Regions from separate parts of the Cricetulus griseus genome. Here region 1 is linked to region 2. A link is a contact called in public Hi-C data. All regions are on one chromosome and are shown on one strand. Each heading gives the region's core, a stretch centred on a gene start, on an enhancer-like site or on the middle of the called end of the contact. The rest is flanking DNA. Distances are from core to core; before and after follow the strand shown.

Region 1 (5,916 bases), core at 355-2,854, 130 kb after region 2:
TATTATTGATCTCTTGTGGTTTAAGTTAAATTTTATCATAGGTATGTATACATGTATGTATGTATATATGTATAGGAAAACATACAGATGAGAGCTCAGAATTACCCATGGTTCCAGGCATCCATGGGGCTTAAGATGCAAACTCTATAGGTGAGAAGGAATTTCTATAGTCAGATTAGTAAAACCAGGAAATTGTCATTGATGCAATACAATGAACTAAACTTCAAACCTTAATCAGGTATCATTACTTTGTGCACACACTGTTGTTTTTAAGACTCACAGAGGCTATAAGCACAGTATAGAGTTATTAAGACCCGTGTAATGAAATCAATAGCTGTAATTTCAATGTATAGGTCATGAGTGAGCCAATACTTCTTGCTTTATTACAATGGATCTTTCTTTGTTTCCACACCAGTGGGATATTTACATCAAAAATCATGGTGTTCTCTCTCTCTCTCTCTCTCTCTCTCTCTCTCTCTCTCTCTCTCTCTCCCTCCCTCCCTCCCTCGGAGTTTAGAAACGGCATCAGAATGTTGTTCTTGGACCTGGAACAACATTTATCCCCTTTTCCAAATGTTATTGTAAATATAGGTGGGAACGAATGGTTTTAACAGTTAGAAGAAAAAGTAAAAATCTCGGGTTTGTTTATTAAAGGTTATTTACAACAATGAAAGAAAATAAATAGTTGTTTCGCACCACAAACTTCCCTATTACCCCTAGGCCTAACACTTGCTCACCAAGTCAAAAACTTTTGAGACACATTTGATTCCCAAGCTGGAAGTGTGAGCTCGAGTGTGACATTCGGGCAACAGCCTCTCCAGCCCAGGTCCACTAGGCACAGGAGACTTCTGGGGGAAGCTGGACACTCAGGGTTTGAGAGTACAAACGCCCCATACTTCTGACTCAGGGGTTTAGGGTACAAGATAAACAAAACCAACTCGCAAAGGATTGGGAGGAAAACCAGCAAGCACTGCCTGCAGCAGTGGCTCCAGGAAGAAGGCTGGACACCAGCATCACTAACTTAGGAAGGCCAAAAGGAATCATCCTCACTGGCTTCACGAAGACCAGATGGCTAATGGGAGAATCCGTGGGAGGGAGGGGAGAGGCTGTGTGACTGGGAGAAGGCAGCAACAAACCTCTTCCTTTCTGATACAAGGCAGTAGCCAGGGCACAGGACTTAGGGCTTCCATGGTTTCCAGGGCATTTTAGGGTGGAAGTTGGTGCATTCCTTGAACCCCAAGTATACTGAACAATGTCACCATCTGGTGGTCAAACCAAAAATTAAATAAAGAGGAGATGGCTCTCCATTTGAGGGCTGAGAGTCGAGTCGCCTTTTAAACCTATGCCAGGTGTGTACTTAGACACGCCTGTGCTGAATGTTGCATGGGAGAATGCTTGTCATGAGAAGGATGGCAGACTAAATGGAACTATAAATTCTTTGAAGCTCTTCCCGTAAAGAGGGGACTCTGCATCCCTGGATTAATCTGGACCTGCCACCCCAATCAGGTTTTGAAAAAGACAACACAGGAAGTGAAGCTGTGTGAACCCCAAGGCTCTGAGTCACCTCTCTGCTTGGGACACTGCCACTACCTTGGGAACAAGCCCAGGCTAGCCTCTGAGAATACTCGGTGAGAGAAAAAGTGGCTCCTTCAGCTGCCTCAGGGACTGCATACATTCGATGACGTCAGCCAAGTGCTCCCCAAGTGGCAGTCATGAGCTTATTCAAAACCATCTGAAACCTACTCTAGCTGTAACCCATGGAATCATGAGAAATAATAAATTATTTTGAACCACTGAGTTGTGGGATGACTCAGAATGCAACAGCTAAGAGATGATAAGTCTGTATACGGGATTACAAACTCAGTATTTATTACCACTGTTTCACACTGGGGTGTGAGGTGAGGGGTAATCAGCTTTGCCCCGTGGTGACTCTCAGCTATTGCATAAACATTGAAAGTTGCAAGCTCTAACTTTCCTCTGTCACTCAGATTAACACTCATTCGTCCACCAAACACTGGGCATGTTACAAGCTGCTAGAGTGGGCACGGAAGACTTGACGTTGAATTAGATGCTGATGACCCTTGAGAAGGTCCTGGCTGTTGGAGACACTACAAGTGCACAGACATCCTAACCACAAAGTGGGTAAAAGTTAGAATACAGAAGTGACTACCTGTTGGGAAAATGGTGGCTAGGGGCTATATTGGTCAGGACCCAGTGAAAGAAAGAGAAAGCAGCCAGGATTCTCTAAGTACCGGAGAAATTTATTCCAGGGCATCTTTTACACCGGGTGGAAGCAAATGGGTAACAGTGATGCAGTGTCCTATATAGCGCTTAGTCATTCCAGAGACTCGACCACGGGGAAGGAGAGGCATCCCATTGCCCCACCCCAGTCTCTTCCGAGGGCCTAGCTCCAGTCAAACCCAGCATTCTATAGGGAACGACCCCAGGAGAGAGGCAGAGGAAGAGTGGAGCTTGGCAGGTGTGTCGAGGACTGTATGCCATGCAAGCATCATTCTGTCTTAGTTTTCCCGTCCATATCCCCACTCCCAGGACAGAACAATCCTACAGAAGACAGGAGTCCCATGTCCCTCCCAAGGGGAGCAGGTCAACATAAAAAACAGGAGCTATGTACAGGCAAAGAGCAGAGCATCTGGCTGTGGAAGCCAAGACCTCCTGCAGAGGGGAAGGCACAGAGGGCTCTCCTCCTTAGGTTTGGGCTAAGGCTGGCCTAGCAAACTGTGACATGCTGGTAAAGAAGGCTCATGAGTTCCTCACTCAGTCTGAGACCTGGCAACACTGCAGGATGACTGACAGTACCTACTAGGGCTTCAGCCTCAAATCTTGGCTTTGCTCTCTTGCTATCTATGACCGCAATTGAGTTGCAAATGTACATGCCCTTTGTTTCTCCGTGTGTAAAATGGGGTGATGACTTCTCATTTGCAAGACTGTTGTGAGGATGAAGTGACACCATTCCTTGAGCTCCCGAGGAATATAGGGGGCAGTGGCTGCCAATGTGTAGCTTCTGGGATAGCAGCACCAGTATGACCTGGGACTGGTTAAAGTGGAAACCTTTGGGCTCTACTCCAAGGTTACCAAGTCAGGAACTCTGGGTGAGCCCAGCTACCTTGCTCTGAACAGCTTTTTAGGGCTTCTGATGCCAACTGGGCCAAAGTTGAGAACCAATGATGCAGATAGAACATACCTTCAATAAACAGTTTCTGTTATCAATGTTTTTACAGAATCTAGGAATAAAGTTGGAAAACACATCACCAGTGGCTAAAGCCACTGGAGATAAGCTGGGATGGGGGGACTCCCAAAGCTTTATATTTTAGCAGCAATGGTAAGTGGTTCCAGATATTCCTGTCTGTGCTGTTGATAGAGGAGGCTGGCCTCACTGACCAGCGAATATGCTACCCAGTCCCCAGCTGATTTAGACCTGCTTGGGACTGTCAATAGTCCCACTTGCTCAAGATGAAATGTCCCCTCCCAAGAAATATGGGAATAGCTCAATGGGGCAAGGAAAAGAGAGAAAGCTGTTTCCTAGAAAGGGAGAAAAGACAGTAAGAAAGAACTAAGCATTCAGATCTGATCTGGTGAAAGTGAAAATCTGAGTAGAAAAACCGTCTGCCGAGAGTGTTTTGAGATAATGAAGTTGAGAAAAGAGAAAACAACAGAAAAGAACCTGCCTAAAAGACTTCAAGTTCTCAGAGAGCGCAACGGGGATGTGATGGCTTTGGAGACCAGGGAAGTGGCAGAAGCAAGAGGAGGAGGTGAGTGTGTCCTGGAGTGTTAGAGTCTGCCCTTTCCTGATGACAGTGTCACCTCCCCTAAGGAGCATCCTGATGCTGGTCCCCAACCCATCAGGGGCTGACTGTACAAGCTAATAGAAGCAAGGATCACATATGCTCCGATGGCTTAGTTGCCACTAGATGGGGGTATTTTGCTAAATTGGGTGGGAAGTGCTTTGCCATTTGGTTTACTGCTGACATCACTGGAGTTAATAACAAGAGCAAAAGTGGCTGTACAAGGGGGATGCTGCCATTAGCAGGGAGGAAACGCTGGAGCTTCTGGGACCAAAAACCCTTCCTGACCTTTGGCTTTTTCATTCCCCCAGTGGGAAGACTGAAATTGAGGCCATGTCCCCTTCATCAGCCTCTCTGGTCCACACACTGGCCACTTGGCTTCACCACAAGACAAAAGACCAACATGGACCCCTTGCCCTCTCTGGAAAGAGAACTGAATCTCCGCATCAGTGGACCTTCTTCCCTCTTTCTGGTCCAAGCGCACATATCTTCCTCAGTAGCTACCTGTACATCTCAACATACTTGAAATGAAATTAATCCTGATTTTATTCTAAGGCACCGTCCACAAACTTTAGCAGCACCACCTGTAGGAGGCTGTGCAGACATTATTGCCAGGGTCCGCTCAGCTGGCCAGGAGGACTGTCTGAGGACATTTTGAGAACACTCGTTGTAAAGAATAACTTCCATTTACTCTCTGTACCAAATCACACCAACATCTTGTCGTTTGTGGTCTCATCCCAGCCATCACACTGCCTTCCCCAGAAGATTCTGAGGGCCTGCAATGCCATTCTCAAGACCCCAAGAAGAGGAATATCACACCCACAGGCCACACTGGGTCTCCAAAGCCTACTGTGTGCCGGGCACTGTGTTTGGCTGTGACTGACAGATATGATTTGCTTTTGTCCTCCTTATAATTTCACTTACATTTACTCTTCTTGGAGACATTCAGGGTGGGAGGGTAAAGTGATCCCGAAAGCAGGTGGAAAAACCTCTGTTAATCTCAGGGAAATCAACCACACCCAGATTCTGTTTACTCAGTCACTCTGCTGTGCCTCTAAACAGGGACCCCACCACACAGGCACACACACATAGACACACATACACACCACACACACCACACAGGCACACACACATAGACATGCACACACATACCACACACACACACACCACACACACACCACACACACATACCACACAGGCACACACACATAGACACACACACATACCACATAGGCACACACACATAGACACACTCACACACATACCACACAGGCACACACACATAGACACACACAAACACATACCACACACACATCACACACACACCACACACACCACACAGGCACACACACATAGACATGCACACACATACCACACAGGCACACACACATAGACACACACACATACCACACAGGCACACACACATAGACACACTCACACACATACCACACAGGCACACACACATAGACACACACACAAACACATACCACACACACATCACACACACACCACACACACCACACAGGCACACACACATAGACATGCACACACATACCACACAGGCACACACAAATAGACACACACACACACACACATACCACACAGGCACACACACATAGACACACACACATACCACACAGGCACACACACATAGACACACACACACACATACCACACAGGCACACACACATAGACACACTCACACACATACCACACAGGCACACACACATAGACACACACACATACCACACACACACCACACACACACCACACAGGCACACACACATAGACACACACACACACATACCACACAGGCACACACACATAGACACACACACAAACACATACCACACACACATCACACACACACCACACACACCACACAGGCACACACACATAGACATGCACACACATACCACACAGGCACACACAAATAGACACACACACACACACATACCACACAGGCACACACACATAGACACACACACATACCACACAGGCACACACACACATAGACACACACACATACCACACACACACCACACAGGCACACACACATAGACACACACACACACACACATACCACACAGGCACACACACATAGACATGCACA
Region 2 (5,489 bases), core at 1,008-3,507:
ACTGTTACAGCACTGCTTTCCCAACGTTGTGATAAAGCACATGGGGAACCTTGGCGGATTCCATGACAGGCGAGGTTGACCATGGCGGGAGACAAACACGGCCAGGCAGACAGAACCTAGTGAGAAGTTTTATTAAAAAGGGAAAGGGGGGGGAGCAGGAGAGAAAAGAGGTAAAGAGACAGAGAGAGGACAGAAGAGAAGAGGGAGACAGGAAAAGTCCTGTCTGCCCCAGGGGAACAGCAGAAGAGAGAGAGAAAAATAGGGTAAGTGGGCGGGGTCTGTCTTTTAAAGGGGTCCTACGAACCTGTATGCAGACTATGGACTCATGGATCCCTGGACTGACCAGGGTGCATTCTGCCAGGTGACAGGGGCAGGCCAGAATAATGCCCGAGTCCTTACAACAAACACTAAAAATAATTATAATATATTGCTCTATTATTATTACATTATTACATTATTACAGTTCCTTCTTCAGACCATGACAACTGGATCAAAGAGTCAGGAACCCGTCACAACCCACAGCGGCACAACTGTTCTAAAGGACAATATGTTCCACTGTCTTCAGAGTGGCAGGCTTCCCCCCGCCCCTTTTTTTTTTACAATTTAAAAATCCTTAAAATGCTCACATCAAACTTAAGCAAAGCAAAAATAAATAAACAAAATAAATCTAAACTCTATTCGCCCCACACCACGCCATACAAAATCGTTCCCAATGAGCATGCGTACAGTTAGAAAATGTAAGGTTGAAATTAACTGTCCTCCAGTGGATTTCCTAAATACCCCATAAATTACTCTGGCATTTCTGCAAGTCAGGGTTAGAGCATATGTTAACTAGACAATTACTTTCATTCTTCCCTGGGACACAATCACCCTCTTAGCAACTTACAAGCAGCTAAAAGCGCTCTACCGCAGCAAGGCAAAAGCAATCGCTATAGAAAATAACCATGTACATTTATTTTTGCAGTCCTAACAAGTATTATTCCCTTAACATTACCACAATAGACAAACTAACCAAATTATAATTCGAAGACGCCACTATGTGTGTGTGTGTGTGTGTATGAGAGAGAGAGAGAGAGAGGGGGGGGGGCAAGCATATTATGGCTATAAATGCCAATACAGGCATATATGAATATATGCCCAGACATGCCTTTTAAAAAGGACTGCGGGCTTTCGCAAAGCCTCCAATTCTTAAACCGCGGGGAATGCCAGCACTGTGAAGCTACCCAGAATGTTTTCCACGCAGCATCCTGCAGACAGGCCTCACGCCCGCCACTCACCCCGACCAGTAGCTGCGTTTGGACGACAGCCCACAGGAGGCTACAGCGGCTGGCTACCGAGCCAGCGCCCCGGAGGGCGCGGGGGAGACGTGGGGAGTCCTCGGCCTGCAGGCTCGGGCATCTGGGGAGCGGGGCCCCCTCTGTGCACACCGCAGCCCCGCACAGACCCAGGCAGCAGGCGCAGCACGCGTTCGCAGAAAGGGGGCTCCCTTCTCGGCTTTGTTTTCTCTAGCTTGTCTTGTGGTTATTTTGCCTTTCGGGGGCCCAGTGCAGCAGGGACGGCCAGGGGGAGCTGGCGCCGGGCCCGGCGGAGCCCGCAGTGGCAGCGGCGTTCCCGCACGACTCCTCCCGCCCTCCCCCGACCTCCGTGTGGCCCACTCGCCTCCCCTACCGCCCCGGCCCGGCCCCCACGTCCAACTGCATCGGGACGGGCACCCGAGGGCTCCTCGCCTCGGGGCCGCGAGCGCCCGCGCGCCCAGCCGCCGGGGTAGGGCAGGGGCGACGGCGGAGGAGGGGGCGGGCCCGCGCGCTGCAGCGCCCCGGCCCGGCCCGGCCCCGGAGACCGAGCCCCGGCGGCTCCCCGCAGCCGCTGGCGTTGGGCGAGCGCGGCCGGGCCCGAGGGCTTCGAGGCGGCTGCAGACCCGGGCCCGCCGCCCCGGCCGCTTGCCCGCCGCCCGCCGCCGCTCGCCCCACCGCCCGCCGCGCGCGTCCAGGCCTCCACGCCCCCTCCCCCTCCCAACGTGCGGCCGCCTCCGCGGACCCCGGGCGGCCCGGAGGGAGGAGGACGCGGCAGCCCGAGCGTGCGAGCCGCGCCCACCGTACTGACCCCGTCCGGCCGCCGCTCACCGCCGACGCCGCCGCTCGCCCGGGTCCCCGGTCCACCTGGCCCCGACCCCGCTGCTCAGCCTCCGCCGCAGCCGCCTCGGAGCGCCTCTGGCCCCGCTCGCTCTGTTTGTTTTTGTTTTGTTCTACCCAGTAACACGGGGGCGACGGCGTGGCGGCGATTGGCCGAGAGGGGGAGGCCCGGCAGCCAATCGTGGCGGCGGGGCTGCAGCGGAGGCGGAGACGGAGGGAAGTGAAACGTGGAAAGTTGGGGCGGGGCGCAGGGGGTGGGGGGTGGAGCGCCGACGGCCGGCGCATGCGCACCGGGCTCCGGAGCCGCTCAGCGGGCAGTCGGGGGCGGGGCCGCTGGGGAGAGCGAGCCGGAGTGGGGGCTGGGATGCGGCTCGGGCACCCGGCTCGCCTGTGCTCTCCACGGGGCGTCGGCAGGCTCAGCCCACCCAAGAGCTGTGGGTTCCCCTCCGTTTCTGGGCGTGCAGGAAAGCCGACCTCTGCTTCTGCCCCCGGCCCTGGCTCTCACGCGTGGCTCCAGCCCGCGTGTCCACGTGCTCGGAAGTTTCTCGCAGTACAGGCCCGAGCACTCTAAATTAGAGATTAAAAAAAAAAAAAAAAAGTCGTTCCCGTTTGCCAGATCAGAGAGATTCGAAAGTTGAAGTCCCTTTTGCTCAGCGGCCAGGCCACTGTGGTCCTTGCATTCTGGATTTCAAGGCTGGGTTTCTCAACCATGGCTACAGTTTGCCGTATTGAAACAGCCTTCTAGAGCTGTCTTGTGTGACTTTTCCCTCGGGCTGTCATCTCTGGCTCTTCTAGCCCTCGTGTTGTCTGGGGCATCATCTCCAGAGATGGTGTGCAGTATCCTGTGCCCCTGATAAAGCACTGACCTGCGTTCTCTGCCCATGTTTACCTATAGTCTGAATGGCAATACCAGAAAGATGCCTTGGTCTTTTCGGAACTGAACTGCCTCCCCGCTCAGTAGTGACCCCCATCCCCTAACTTAGGCCCAATGTCCAGTCTCCTGCCTGGACAGTGTTACCTAATGCTATCACACAGACAGACAGACACACAGACACACACACACACACACACAGACACACACAGTGTTACCTAATGCTACCACACAGACACACAGACACACAGACACACACACACACACACACACACACACACACACACACACACACACACACACACGCTCCATCGCAAGCACCCCAATGCCTCTCTGAGGTGCCGCCTTCTCAGACATCTTACAACCCACAGCATGACTTACAGGCTCTGAGGCCATGTCTCCACACCCTTCCGAGTCCATGGATACCCCTTGGACAGTTCTCTGGAACCCACTTGGACAGCTCTCTGATCCACATCCTCCCTTGGGTCCTGTCAGGTCTTTGTATCATGTCATCTTGAAATGCCTGGTACATCCTACTCATGTCTCTTGGCCTCCCTCAGTCTTTATCAAGCCTCGTGCCAATATGATCCATTTTCTGAAACCTGATTTCTCTGAGTGTTGGCCTGTTGTACCTCTGGAGGCACTGATTGAGTTCTACCTGGCATTATTTTATCCAAGTCCTGGTCCTGACTTGTCTCCCTAAGAACATGGCCTTGTTGGACACCAGATCTATCTCTGGCTCACCTTTGTATTGTGTGCTTATGAAGCCGTTTTGTAGATTTATTAACCCATGCAATAAATGCTCCTTATATGAGTTCACAGAGAATCCCAGTCCTTGGTAGTGATCATCAGCTCTTGGTCAAGGACTTCCTCACATGGCCAGCATCTGAATTAGCCTCATGAGTCATGGTCATTATTTATAATCAGAGCTTCCTAGCCACTCAATTTTGTGGCTTTTTAAACTATCTGCAGCTGTCTCCTTTCTCTCCCCTAATCGGTGTGTGTTGGCTTCTTTCTTACCCATCCCTCTCTTGACCTTAGTTCTTGACCCTTTCTTGCTCCCAACCTGCCACCAGCTACAGACTACTGCTAATTTCTCCCCTTTACTCCCTTGTTTAGCACACGGTATAGCCAGGCTCTATAGGGCAAATATCCCAAAACCTCTGAAATAAGAGTATAATATAATCCCCATTTTTAAAGAGCACCTTGGGCCTCTGAAACAGTGTCTGTTAGCAAATGTGCCCTAGCAGAGGATCTAACAGAGAATAAAATATTTGTGTTATCAAATCTGCTCTGGCAAATGGGGCCTAATAGAGCAAAAAATACTCACATCCTTTTTGCTCCCCATCTCAAGCCTCACTCCAAAATCTGAAATCCCAAAACCCACCTTAGTGTGTGGCTGACCAGCTTGGGCAAGATAGGAACGGCGTTATAGTCCCAGGTCCCTGCTATCAATAACAACCCCACTTCCTTCTCAAGCCTTCTGCTTCTTCACCAGTAAAATTCAGAAGGTATTTTCAGAAGCATGTGGATTTTGCAATATTTTATTAAGTATCCTGAAAAAAAAAAAAAAAAACAGTGAGGGAGAAACCGTTTCATAGCCACGTCTTGGAAAGAATGAGTCATGAAAAGGTTAAACTTTCCTTTACTACTGACTCTTAGCATCTTTGGTGGGCAGCCCAAGAAACTTAACAATTATTTATCTGAACACAGAACTCTTATGCTTTAGGATATCCCAGAATATGTTGCAAAAAAAAAAAAAATCTTGGGAATATAGATGATAGGCCCTGGAACCAACGTTGCTTCTATCCCAGCTGCTCCCTGCTCACCTGTGCCTCTGTAGCCAAGGGCTTTAAAAGAATCAAAATTAGAGAATAAATTAGAAATGGAAAAATAACCAAGTGCCAAGAATTCTTGCCTAGCAAGCCAATCTACAAGTATTTATTGGCTGCCTATTCTGTGAAAAGCACCTAACTAACCCTTCTATTCTTGGAAAAAGGCATTTTTCTCTCTCAGGACAGCTGGCACCTGAAGCCTAGGAGTCCCTGGGATTCCTGGCCACCATTTGTATTTTCATCTCACATTGTAAACTCTCGTAGACTTTTTGTTACTTAAAGCCCTTTGCCTATTGGCTCAACATTAGTTTTGCTGTCAGATATGAGGTTCCCTTCCTCTTCACTCATTCATTCCAGAATGATAGAACTGTAACTTCCATTTCCTTTCATAACAATTCATTCCAGGAAAGAAAAGACCAACAATAACCTAGGACAAGCCACCTGCTCAGAAGTGACAGTAGACTCTGCTGTGTGATCAGATAGGCATATGTATCCCAGTTTCCCTCGGGTTTCAGCACTGTTAAGATGCACAGAGAAGATGGGTGGGGCATGTTGGGGTTTGTGAGAAGAAGGGTAATAGAGTTTCTAAGTTTTGCTTTTAAGTTATTGACTTTGTTCCTAACTGCATTGCTCTGGGCATTTCAACTTCTC

What was found. A called contact is a pair of places that touch in the nucleus more often than the background predicts.
Region 1: a contact with region 2 is called in a Hi-C map of the CHO-K1 cell line, with 5 times the contacts expected there. The contact joins the enhancer-like site here to the promoter of Pdcd4 in region 2. A contact is called at or near these places in 2 of 8 Hi-C or Micro-C datasets (the CHO-K1 cell line and fibroblasts).

What each region holds. Positions count from the first base shown.
Region 1 is chr3:7,787,122-7,793,037 of CriGri-PICRH-1.0, forward strand. All of the region lies in intron 1 of Rbm20 (RNA-binding protein 20), which reads right to left. Among named protein-coding and RNA genes, the nearest start is that of Rbm20, 99 kb to the right of the region's middle. Within about 2 kb of position 1,605, at least 1 of the 6 cell types and tissues checked has open chromatin away from gene starts, as enhancers often do. A contact at or near this core is called in the CHO-K1 cell line, where this site is marked.
Region 2 is chr3:7,658,472-7,663,960 of CriGri-PICRH-1.0, forward strand. It overlaps Pdcd4 (programmed cell death protein 4), which reads right to left and starts at 2,258. Exons shown (of 12, transcript XM_027407016.2): 1 at 2,124-2,258.